2 separate regions of the Mus musculus genome follow, and region 1 is linked to region 2. Evidence: chromatin contacts called from public promoter capture Hi-C data. All regions are on one chromosome and are shown on one strand. Each heading gives the region's core, a stretch centred on a gene start, on an enhancer-like site or on the middle of the called end of the contact. The rest is flanking DNA. Distances are from core to core; before and after follow the strand shown.

What was found. Capture Hi-C pulls out chosen DNA fragments and counts their contacts.
Region 1: a promoter capture Hi-C map of liver shows a contact between it and region 2. The contact joins the promoter of 9430065F17Rik here to the promoter of Zfp759 in region 2. A contact is called at or near these places in 10 of 39 promoter capture datasets (the C10 cell line, cranial neural crest, embryonic stem cells and 6 more), 4 of 484 Hi-C or Micro-C datasets (CD4 T cells, the N1E-115 cell line, embryonic stem cells and 1 more), 3 of 115 datasets of contacts at active chromatin or transcription factors (bone marrow-derived macrophages, embryonic stem cells and stem cell-derived neural progenitor cells) and 4 of 9 other capture datasets (adipose tissue, liver, macrophages and 1 more).

Annotation. Positions count from the first base shown.
Region 1 is chr13:67,548,566-67,555,088 of GRCm38.p6, forward strand. It overlaps 9430065F17Rik (RIKEN cDNA 9430065F17 gene), which reads left to right and starts at 4,637. Exons shown (of 5, transcript NR_131100.1): 1 at 4,637-4,688; 2 at 5,009-5,064. Zfp748 (zinc finger protein 748) reads right to left here and starts at 4,587. Exons shown (of 4, transcript NM_001035231.3): 1 at 4,466-4,587. The coding sequence starts at 4,471.
Region 2 is chr13:67,123,868-67,130,423 of GRCm38.p6, forward strand. It overlaps Zfp759 (zinc finger protein 759), which reads left to right and starts at 4,361. Exons shown (of 4, transcript NM_172392.3): 1 at 4,361-4,447. The coding sequence starts at 4,442.

The DNA.
Region 1 (6,523 bases), core at 3,387-5,886, 420 kb after region 2:
GGCAGGGCAGGATGAAAGAGGTAGGACTTTTAGGATTCCTGGGCAAGAATGCAGGAGAGAAGAGGGATTCTGCTATGAGAGGAGGTAGGACGTACCATGCCAGGACCAGGAAGCAGAGAGATTAAAATTAAGAGTTCGCCGATATATAAGAATCCAGGAAAGTGGCTCCAGAGGCCACTCCCCAGATCAGGTCTGTGGTAGTAGAGATGAAATATAGATTTTTAAAAAATGTTAAGTAAGGAATACCGGAGGGGAGTGTGTGCTAGCCATGGAAAGATTTGGAAGTGCCCAGTCATTGAGCTAATAAGGCATATTAAAAAAAAAAAAAAAAAAAAACAACTCTGTATATGTGTGTCTTTTATTCTCAAATCCAGAGAGTAGGGCAGGTGACAAAAAGTGTGATCATCCCCTGGGGGTGGATTGACAATTCCCCGCTACAGAAAGGCATCTAATATCTTACAACACATTTGAAGGTTCTATAAATTCTAGGCTCATGATGGGTGGTCACTGTTATTCCCAAAGGCCAAATATCAATAAACACTGTAAGGAATACAAATAGGAAACATGGATCAGACAAAGGAAAACCAAAACATCTCAAAGATGCCCTGAACACCCAACCTGTGTTAAAAATCTAAAGGAGGATTCAAACAACTAAATAAGGAGCTAAGATAATAACGCCATATGTAAACAAGAACATCAGAAATCAGTCATGCAATAAAATATGAGAAGCACAATGACAGAGCTGAAAATGCCCTACTGAATGGAAATAACAAAGGTGTGAACACTAGAAAGAGTCAGCAGAAGGAAGGAGGCCTCCTCAAACAGAAAGCTGCCAGAGGTTATAAGAGCATGAAAAAGTGACAGTAAGAACACTTAAGGCAGCTGGGCGTGGTGGTGCATGCCTTTAAACCCAGCACTTGGGAGGCAGAGGCAGGCAGATTTCTGAGTTCAAGGCCAGCCTGGTCTACAAAGTGAGTTTCAGGACAGCCAGGGCTATATAGAGAAACCCTGTCTTGAAAAAACAAAAAAACAAAACAAAACAAAACACCACACACACACACACAACTGAAGGCCTGTGGGGAGACTCAGTAGGTAAAGGTACTTGGAGCCCACTGTAATGACATGAAGTGGATCCCTGGCACCAAGGCACAGTGTTTCATCAAAATTCTGCTCCTACATAGGCATAGCATGGTATGTGGTCCTACCTTCACAAAAACAGATTCAATAAGGAAAAAAAAAAAAAAAGAATATAAAGAAGAAAGTAAAAGCAAGGACTGGGGGGGGGGGGAGACAAAAAACCTGCCATGAGTGTAATGAATTTATGGAACACTCTACACAGAATAAAAGAAAAGAAGGACACCAGAATGTCCTTACGTGTTTATAATCTTAGTTCTTGGATGGTACAGGCAGGAATACCAGGTGCTCAAGGCCAGGCTCATCTGCACAGGGAGTTTAAGGCTAGCCTGTGAGATGTGAAGACCTCTCTTATTTAGGAAAACAAAAAACAAAAAAACAAAACCCACATTAAAAAAAAGAAAAAATTACATTTTAAGAAATGTGGCTTTTAAACTTACACTATGTGAAATAGTGATGGAAACTAATTAAAACTTCCAACAAATGCCAGTCTAGGCAACACTGAAGAAATTCAAGAAGGCTAAGCAAGCCAGGTAAGCAAATATTCTGATAGGAGCAGGTAAGGAGAACCCCTAACCCAGGAGGTGCTTCTGTAAAATCCTTAGTAGTTAACCTCAGCAGAAATAACAGCTGGGGAAGCTGAGGGATGTACGTCACATACAACAGAAGAAAAAGAACAAGCAAGAACACACAAACAAAGCTGCCCTCTAACAGACCTGGAGAGCAGAGAAGTCAACAGGACAGAAACCGGAGCCTGTGGGAGAACTGCAATGGAGAGAAACTTATGCATTGGAAAGAGCCTCCCATCAAAACAGCAGAGGGAAACCTCAATGAGGAGGATGGCAACAGATGACTCTTAAGTCGCAAGCAGGATGACGAAAGATGGCTAAACCCAGTCTCCACCTAGCCCCCACCCCTTTGCATTTTTTTAAGACAAAGTCTCAAAATGTAGCTCTGGATGTCTTAGAACTCATCATGCGGATGAGGTTGGCCCCCCTCTTCCACCCAAGTGCTGGGATTAAAGGCTTGTGTCACCTGACCCAGTCACCTCTTAAGAAAGTAGACTCTGCTGAAAGCATGAAAGCTTGAAAGCACAAGGTGAGAGATGAGAAACACATCTTCCACTTTCTTTACCTATGAGATATGGCACCGCCAGGTGATGAAACTTAACTTCCCGTCTTTTGAATAGAGGCTGGTCCTAGACACAAGCCTAGACTAACAGCATGGAGAAAGGAGAAGTCCAAGAACTCATGCACACCATGCCTGTGCCCCTCAAACATATTCCTTCATTGAAACCAAACAGTCCTGATTAGCAGGAACTTATGGGAAGTAAAAGCTAGCTGCAAATAGAAGACTGGATTTCCAATTAGCTTCTAGCTACTAGTGACACCATTTTGAACACAGACTACCTATGGATTAAAGAACATGCTGCCTTAAAACCTCAACAAAAGTATGATAAAGTAGCCAACTCATAGGTCTCTGGCCCAGCTCTTCACCCACATGTACCTTACATGCAGCCATCATTAATTCTTGGTTTTAGCCAACACATCTTGACATCTTGCCAACTTGGAACATTGAACATGGTATGGGAGACCATAGGTGTTATTTACTTGCAAACTAATATGCTTTTTAAATATGTATTCCAAGTAAGTAACACATGCTTTAATCTGTTCAAATCTGTACAAATCTAACAGTGATCTTAAATATTCAGTACAATGTTACTACTTGTGCCTAAAGAAATACTAAGCGCAGCCCATCCTGTAAACAGTGGAGGCTCAGATTCTCATCCAACTGATTTGTTTTTATGAAGCCACCTCAAAGAAGATAATAACTGCGTGTCTTTGAAAAAGTCTGCCAAACAATCTGACGCATACTTTTCAACTCAAAATACATCACTTGCATTTGAAAACAACTACCGACAGACTCAAGAACAGAAATCTTTATAAACCAAAAGGAGAAAAATGACAAAAATCCGTGCTTCACATTTTTTATTCCTCCCATCCAAATCTATACAAATACCTTCCGTATCTTCTCTCCATGTTAACCAACAGATGTCACACAGATCACCAGGGGATGGTGAGCATCATCATCGCCATCCTGCAAACTTTCCTATCAGAGTCTTTGTAAGGACGACATGTGTAATACAACAACGTCACTATATGTGAGTTTCTAAAATGAGTAATTCCTTCCCTCATATTTTCACTTGTACAAACAAAAGACTATGTGAGCAGCCCACTGTGAAAAAACTACAGGATCCCGAGTGAACCATAGCTCTTAAAGTCATCTCTTACTCTTTTGACCCAGTATAAAAACTTGGGAGAAACGGTTCCGGACGAACTGTTTAAGGGCACTCGTGGAACACAGATCCCACAACTAGTGACAGTTTTAGACACAGTATGCAGTGGACAACGACGGGAGAAAACCATGGGATCGATCAGAGAGCACTGTAAGCATCCGGTCAGGTAGGCAGGACTATTTCTCTTTCCCAGAGAAACTCAAGCACCTCTGTCCCCTTACAGTCAATCCCTAGACACCCTTGTAGCCTCTAGCCAACTCATCTCCCACAAACTAATGGCATCATAATTCCCAATGGAATTGGATGAGTTATTCTTCTCCAGTACAGTGCAGGATCAGTAATTTCTTGTTTTGCAAAGCTAGAATCTTTTCCTTTAGGGGATCATTCTAGCTCTGCATGGGGGTGTTAGTCTGAGGATTCAGGTCACAGCAGTGATCATTAAGTATTCCTATTTAAAACGGCAGTCCATAAATCTCTGTTCCAATGAAAATGGGATTAACATCCCATGCATCAATCTCTCTCGCAAAACTCTCCGTCCTTGGAAACTAGTAACTCTATGAACTTCTATCAATACAAACTAAAAGTATTAGGCCGGCTATAAAGTACAGGAGGGGCCAGATCTCCACTTGGTCTAGGTGTCCTGAGAAAACTGACAAGCGCGGGGAAGGCGTGGGTCCATAGCCAATCTGAGATGTATGAGTCCACCACCACCACTTCCAGGTACAGGTTACGAGCAGACCCGCCTGTCCGAGCAATCCTGGATTTTCATATTCCCAATTCCTTTCTTACCAATACAGCCTCTATAAGAGACCCAGGCAGCTACTCTGAGCTCACAAGAGCGTTCACTTCCAGCACCAACCGCATGCCCTCTCCCCGGCCCCAGCAGGCTTCCAGACGCTGTGGCCCAGCCTAGGTCAGCAGGGCTCCACCAAGTCTGTTCTTCCCGCCTCCGGGCCACCCCTCCTCCGCCGCCTCCGGGCCGGACCCGCCCTCGGTCCCTCCGACCTGCAGCGGTACGCGACACCCTGGACCAACCTCCATGTCAGCGATGCAAGCCGAGCGCGGAGCAGGACCAGAGAATCGCCCAACTTTGAGAGAAAATGCACTAGTGCAGTCGCAATGCGGAAGTGCCGTTTCCACAATGGCTCCTTGTGAAGCGATCCAACGGAAGACTACACTTCCCACAAGTCTGTGCGACGAGGCGCCAGGAAAACAGGCTGGTGACGTGTGTGTTTCCTGTGTTTCTTCACCTCTGCAGGTGAGGATGGATGGGAACGCGAGCATTTTTTGCACTGGGACAGCCATAGGGAGTCGGGCTGCTTTTAAAATCCCGGGTTCACTACCGGAGATGTTTGAATGTGAGTCGAGCCTTTGACTCTAATGTTTGCTGATTATTTCTGGTCAATCTGTACTGATTTAAAACTCAAAGTCTACTTATTATGAGGTTTATTCCATATGTAAAATTCACGTTGACTCAATTTAACTTTAAAATAAATCAGCAAAAAATTGTATGGAAATGACCACTTTCTGTTAAGATGATTTTACAATCAGCCTATTTGTCACTCCGTGTCTTCGCAGATGCTCAGGAGCTTAAGACAGAAGGATGCCAAATCCAAGGATAACCTGGGCAAAAGGTACAAACTACAAAAAAGGGTTACTGAGCATCTTAGGGGTAAAGTCCCTGCTTGCCTGGGATGAAGAAGGCTTTAGTTATAAATACACCACTACAATAGACAATCTCGTCCTGTAGTTAAATAAAATAACCAGTTTGCCACAGCTGGAAAAAAAGTCTTAGTGTGAACATTGGAATCCATACAGTGTAGTGCACAGGTCAAGGTGCACAGATATGATTTAAAATTATAGAACAAAATTAAAAGCCCAGCTCTCTAGAATTCACTTGTAAAGAACTCAGAGAATCTAACTGGGAACATAGAAATAATGAATGAATGAATAAAGATAGATTGGCACCATTGGGACCTCCTATCTCCTCGTAAATATCTAGTGCTGTACTGGTCATGCCAAAGACCAAAGAACAAACCTTTTTAGAAAGAAGAGTCTGGACTCGTGACGGACAGTGGTTCACAAGGAAGCTAAATCTCAGCTGAGAAGGAAAGTCTTTTTTTTTTTTTTTTTTTTTTAATAAGAAACTTGTGTCCTGCCGGGCAGTGGTGGCGCATGCCTTTTATCCCAGCACTTGGGAGGCAAAGGCAGACAGATTTCTGAGTTGGAGGCCAGCCTGGTCTACACAGTGAGTTCCAGGACAGCCAGGGCTATACAGAGAAACCCTGTCTCGAAAAACCAAAAAAAAAAAAAAAAAAAAAAAAAAAAAAAAAAAAAAAAAGAAAGAAAGAAAGAAAGAAAGAAAGAAAGAAAGAAAGAAACTTACTTGTGTCCTTTTTTATTCTTCCCTGAAATGTTTAAGAAGGAGTTTTAATAACTGGTTGGGGAGGGTGGTTGGAGAGATGGCTCAGCGGTTAAGAGCACTGACTGATCTTCCAGAGGTCCTGAGGTCAATTCCAGCAATCACGTGGTAGCTTACAACTATCTGTGGATCCCAATCCAGTGCCCTCTTCTGGTGTGTCTGAAGACAGCTATGGTGTACTCATATAGAAAAAAATAAAAATAACTATTAGGTGACACAAATGCCAATATTTCTATAGATAAGAATGAATAATACAGTCTCTGCAAATATGAATTCAATTTGGAGAGAAGAGTGTGATTAAGAAGTCTCAGGGTTTACAAATATTTGGGCCTTAGTGATGAAAGCACACAGTCAGGTACAGGGTATTTGGTCCTTTTTGCTTTCATTTTAGAAGGACATAACTTCTAAAAACAACACCCATCTCCTTCACACAAATGACCACTTTCTGAGAGAATCATTTATCCAGAATACATGCAGCAGACAGTCTCACTTTGCAATATTCTCATGTTTACATAGAATTAGTAAACATACCACCCAGGATGTAAGTCACATTTTATGTAAGTTTGAACTGGAAATTTTGCCATAGAAAAATATTTAAAAATTCAACAGATGTATGTCTTAGTCAGAGTATGTATTCCTGCTCAAAACATCATGACCATGAAGCAAGTTGG
Region 2 (6,556 bases), core at 3,111-5,610:
TACAGTCAGATCTGATCACTGTGTTCTAGAGCTCTTTTTTGCTGCCTCTGGAAGACATTCACTATCTGCTTCCTGCAGATAAAGATGTAGAACTCTTGGATCTGCAAGTGCCATGTCTGCCTACACATTATCATGCTTCCTGCCATGATAATAATGGACTGATTTTCTGAGATTATAAGCCAGCCCCAATTAAATGTTTTCTAAGACTTGCCTTGGTCAGGTTGTCCCTCCACACAAATGAAACTCTAAGACAGAACTTGGTACGAGCGACTTGGTTCTTTTCTGTGATAGGCCTCACCATGTTTTGGTTTGGAGGAATATGAATTTGGGGACTGTGGATTTGGAAAGCAGTGGAGTGCTTTAGGATGGGCTTACTGGGCAATGCTAGTAAGAATATGGAAGACTTTGGCGCTGATGGTGACTTGAACTGTGGGTGCCTAGCTCAAGAGGTTTCAAAGGCAAAGAATATTAGTGTGTGGCCTCGATAGTTCTCTCTGTCTCTCTTTCTCTGTCTCTGTCTCTTTCTCTGTCTCTGTCTCCTTCTTTGTGTGTGTCTATGTGTGTGTGTGTGTGTGTGTCTGTATCTGTGTGTGTGTGTATCTGTGTGTGTCTGTGTGATATGTGGTGACAAATGTGGATGCTTTGTGTCCTTTTCTGAATACTCTGCTACTAGTCCCCTGACAGGTATATCTCCCCTTCTCCAGCATCTGAAAACTCACTGATTGCAACTTGCAATTAACCAGAGGGTTTACCACACTGAGAGTGTGCTGGTAAATATTTGCTGACTTGACAGAAGCTATGATAATCTGGGTAGAGGGAACCTTAATTAAAATGATCTTTATAAGATAAGCCTTTAGATAAGTCTATGAAGTATTACAAAGATTGATGATTATTTGCGAAGTCTTTACATCACTGGAAAAGTGAACCTTGCTTGTTTAGCAAGGAAACTGAGATAGCCCTTGGTGAGCTGGAGGAGAGGGTAGAGCCTGAAAGCACATGTAGATGAGTTTAAAAACAGAAAAAAGTAACCACCACAGAGGTGTGAGGATAGACAAAAGACACATTTCAGTAAAGTAAGGAAAAAACTTCCCAATATACACCAGTAGAAATTAATTTTATGGAGAGGAATGAAGGAAGTATGTGGATGTATTATGAAGTCATGCGGTGATGTTCAGTGATCAACTACTATGAAGTCACCATTTGTTATATAATCTGCTGGCCAAGGTCAGTATGTCTTCCAAGAAGGTATGAAACTATCCGCACATTTTATGTACCTCCCTGTGAGGTATCCAGTAATGACGGGACCTGTAATGTATCTGGGGAATTTGTACAGGATCAGGATGGTAGACATTAGGAGTATTAAGAACTGCTATAGCAAGAGGTGTATTTCAATAGATTTTTGCTTATCACTGATGAAAGGATCTATCTTTCAAAATGAAAACTGGCAGTTGTTTAACCATATATGAATGTATATATATATATACATATATATGAATATTCCTTTTAAATATCATTATTTTTTCTAAACGTGAAACCTTGGTTTTACTTCTTGTTATTGTTCTTGTTCCAGACAGGGTTTCTCTGTATAGCACTGACATACCTGAAATTCACTCTATAAACTGGCTCTCCAGTAACTAAGAGATACAACTCTCTGACCCCTAACTAACAGAATTGAGTGTATGTAGCACCATGAGCAGCATAATTTTTTAATTATATATTTTATTTTACTTGTGTATCTGTCTCTGTCTGTCTGTCTCTCTGTGGGCCTATCTATTCTATAATAGATTCCTGATGATGTTTGAGCCTGATAATGTCAAAATAGGGTATTTGATCCTCTAGAACTGCTATTATATGTTCTTGAGAGCCACCATATGCATATTAGAAAACAAACTCATCTTCTATAAAACATTAATTACTTTTGGGGGAGGTTCGAGACAGGGTTTCTCTGTGTAGCCTTGGTTGTCCTGGAACTCACTTTGTAGACCAGGCTGGCCTCGAACTCAGAGATCTGCCTGCCTCTGCCTCCCAAGTGCTGGGACTAAAGGCGTGTGCCACCACGCCCGGCCATTAATTACTTTTAACTACTGAACAATCTCTTTAGCCTGTAAGCACAGATATTCAAGTGATTTCGCTAAACATGACACATACTAGGGATTGTTCCCAAGAGAGAAAATTAAATGATCAAGATGTAAAAAAATTATAGTAGGCAATATATTTAAAATGGTGAACATGGCCTAAACAAACATATTAGTCCTGAGACTCTAGCTCCAGTAGACATTTCCATAACTATGCCTGGGTCCCTAATAGTGTGCTGAATGAGCCTCCTCTTTGATCAAATCTTCAGGTTGTGACTATACCACGGTAGCTACTCCCCCTATTGAATTACACAGGCAAAATGCAAAGAAATGGAGACAGTAGAAGAGTCGTGACTCTATGCTGTATCCTCAAGGATGAGCGCATCTCCTATGAATGACTACTCTCTTAGGTAGGTTTGCATGTAGCAGATACAAATATACATGTACACACATACACACAAGTAGCACAATGTACTTAAGGTTATGACTGACTAGCTTACAGATAAATTCAACTCAGCCTAGGGTTATAGCATTTGGCTTTGGCAATTACTGGAACACAACCACTAATCTACTCTTGTAACTGCCGTCATGGCTACCTTCCCAGTGCTCTACCCCAGATATTTGCTGTTTCTCCTGGCCACAGGCTCATGGTCCATCTGTCCCAGGGCATCTTCATCCTCTTTCCCCATTTCTCCTTGTCCTGGTCTCTCTTTCTTCTCTCTCTTCTCCACCCCCTACCAGGTAACTCAATACCCGCCCTCCACAAATCCCTCCAGTAATTGGCTGTAGCCAATTTGATTTATCCCATAGTTTTAAATCAAGGATGAAGGTTTGTGCCACAGAACCATGTAAATATGAGAAGTCAGCTGTAGTACTAGATCTTGGATACAGAATTTAGCATTACAATACATAGCAACAGACCAGATCTCAACACATAACATATATTGGAAAACTAGCTATGCTCAGAAATACTAACTTTTGTGGTTTCTGTCAATGCCCTTCACTGCAGCATTCAGGAGGAGGACAGACCAGTCATGACACTTGCCAATCAAGTACAGGTACATGTATTGTTCCTTGACTCTAATTTTTCTAATTTGAGGAAGCCGTTCTGCATTCCTGGATAAACATACTCACTGGAAAAGAAGAATTAAATATGGACTCGGCACAGTATCTTCTTTGAAACAGCTTCTTTTTGAATCATTAGGATTCAGGGAAGTAGGAAGTCTTTTCTGTAACAGGGTTTGTAACTTTGACTCAACCATGAACTGCACAAGAATAAACCTTCCCAAGAAGAGACATGAATTCTCAATACTCTATGTTTCCAGTGTAACTCCTTTAATACAGTGATCTCATTAGACAGTATTATGAATATTTCTGATATCTTTGTATTCAAGAAGAAAATATCTCAGTGTTCTGTTTAGGAGAAGTGAGGGAAATTCAAGACAGATAACACTAATGTTCAAATATTGTCAAATATGACCGATGACAGGATCAGTGCAGAGACAGAAAAATCAATAAGGAACATCAAACCTAAGGCAGGGGGAAATCCTATAGTGCACAGTGGATTAAGAGTTAGTACACACGCCGGGCGTGGTGGCGCACACCTTTAATCCCAGCTCTCCGGAGGCAGAGGCAGGCAGATTTCTGATTTCGAGGCCAGCCTGGTCTACAGAGTGAGTTCCAGGACAGCCAGAGAAACCCTATACAGAGAAACCCTGCCTCGAAAAAAAAGAGTTAGTACACACATCATTGTGATCCCAGTAACTCTGTCCCGCCCCTTGGGAGACATACAGAAGAGAAAAACCAGTGGAGTGCTCAGAAAACATCTGCTGGTGACTAGCTTTGATTTCTAATTCTTCTATCTTAAGCGACTAGGATGGTTTCAATAGAATCGTAAAGAGATAATGCTCACTCCTACATTAACTTCCTGCTTCCACATTCTTAAATAAAGCAGATCATGAAAGCATGAATTTTCCATTTGTTAATAAGATTCTATAGTAGGTCGGAGTTTTTAAATCAAAATGTTTTATCAGAGATAACATGGAAACCTGATAGGCGGGATTAATGTGAAAGGTTCAGCTCACAGGCAAACATTTCGTGCCGTGACCAAGGACTGTAAAAGAGCCCAAATTCCCTGTGCATGTCCATGTGCACCTGCTCTCAGTGGACTGTAATCCAGGCAGTGTACAAAACCTCTTCAGTGGGTTCCCGGAAGTCCTTCCAATTGATTTGTGGGAAATGTAGTCCCGGCCCCTGTGACGGCATCAGAAAGTGCTGTCAGCATCAAATTTCCATATTCTTTCGTCAAAGGTCGCTTCTCAAATTTGTGCAGTTGTCCTGTTGAGCGCTGCATTTGGATTTCTGACATGGAGGTTGGTGCAGGGAACAGCACCATCTTGCAGATATGAGGGACTGTGCAGGGTGGCGGGTAGGGCACGGAGAGTGCCGGCTTGGGCTTGTTGTGAGACAGGAAGCTGCTGACCTGGAGATGCTGTGCTGACCTAGGCTGGGTCACTGTCCCTGGGCACAGGTTTGATGAGGAGAACGTTAGAAACTACAGGATGGCAAGGGCAGGCAGGGTCTGCACACTGCCTGTGCCTGCGATGCTGACCAGAGCTCAAGCATGTTTAAAGGGAAACGTGCTCGGCCTAGTTGACCCATTCTCACTGGCTGTAGTCAGATTCTCTGGACATACAGAACACGGGGACATCTACCGCCCCCTATACGTCATGTCCTGGAGACTACTCCTTGTTTGAGTTCACACAGCTTTCTAAAGTTCCTAGTGTCCAGGGACAGAGAGTCCTGTGACGGTGATTGTTGTGTGGGGTGTTAATTACTTTTCCTTTGGAATGAATTGTTAGATTTATGGATGCCTTGGTTAGAGTGGGAATTTCTAATAGACATCTCAGTGACATGATTCCTCACAATACATGGCTGTATAGCCACAGAATAATCTTGTAATTGGTAACATCCCGTGTTTGCACAATCTATGTAATTATGGATTTTACACAGATTAAAAATGACTAGACAGTAATACCTCAACGGTTCTGAGTATGTTTGTGTTCTGAGTATGTGTTCTGTCCAGTATTTGGACTTCTTTTCAGATGTGAGAGATAGATGACTTGGTGTGATGAGAGAAAGATCGCTGGGAGGAGCTGGAAAGTCTGAAAGGGAAGGAGGAAATATCTCTGCTCATCTGCCAGGCTCTGTACATTGTTCTCTTTAATCTGGCAGGATCTGGATATTGTCTCATCATGTGATTTTCTTATGTATGTTCCTATTATTGGCAGTGTTCGAACTCTCTTAAATTTTCCCTGTCCCTCAATGTGACTTTCAGGTTTACTGATGCACCCTTAATAGTTTTAGGAAGAAGTCTTCAAATTTTTCAACTGTATTAGAAAGGCTGCAAGATAAATTTCAAAACCTGTGGCATACTTGGGAACTTATGATTTGCATATAGTAGGTTCCTGTTCATGCAAAATGCATAGTTGTCCTTTTGAAGAGTTAAGAGAATAGTTTAGTCCAGAGCCATTTTTGTAGCCATGATCTGAGAACACAGGTTTAATTAATCCAAATTCCATGCTCCAACATGAAATCTATTTCATGGTTTTACAGAACAAAGAATGTCATTAACCTAAGAAAGCTTAAAATACATTGGTGTAAGTCTGATAGAGGTATGTATATGTACCTTGAGATATGGGAGATATTCTATTCACCTAAGATACCATCTGCTGAGATTTTAGCTTTTGGGTTGATAGAATCTCATGTTCTGCCTAGTCAGTGGATTCTGAGAGGTTTTTATCTATTAACAAGCTGTGTGGTCCACTACATAGTGAGGCAAGGACTGTCCCTGAAGGGAAAATCAGCCCAAGACAGCTAACCCTGAACCTGCAGAATTCCAGGCTCTGCCCCTCAGTGAACTTCCACGTGGGCCATCAGTCTCTGCACACACAGACTCCTTACAAGAGTTTTGCATTCACAACATACACACAGGTTTTCTTTGTGTGTTTGTTTTTTCAGGGTTTCTTCTCCACATCCCCTCCTCCATCTCAGGCGATCTTGCTTATACTGTCCTCAGTCAAACCAAGCTTTAGTGAGCTGGAGATAAACAAGATAAACAAGATTGAGGGACACTGGATCCAGCTAACCAACAGAAACAGGACCCAAATGATTAGATTCAGAAATGAACAGGGAGATTTTACAACAGATACCAAAAACTTCAGACTATCATAAAGGGATATTTTGAAAATCTGTCCAGTGTAATTGGAAAATCTAAAAGACATCACTCATATCTACTTGTTGTAGACAACTTTGTACTGGCTAGTTTTGTCTCAACTTGACACAGGCTGGAGTTATCACAGAGAAAGGAGCTTCAGTTGGGGAAATGCCTCCACGAGATCCAGCTGTAAGGCATTTTCTCAATTAGTGATCGTGGGCAGGGGGGGGGTCCCTTTGTGGGTGGTGCCATCTCTACATCAAGC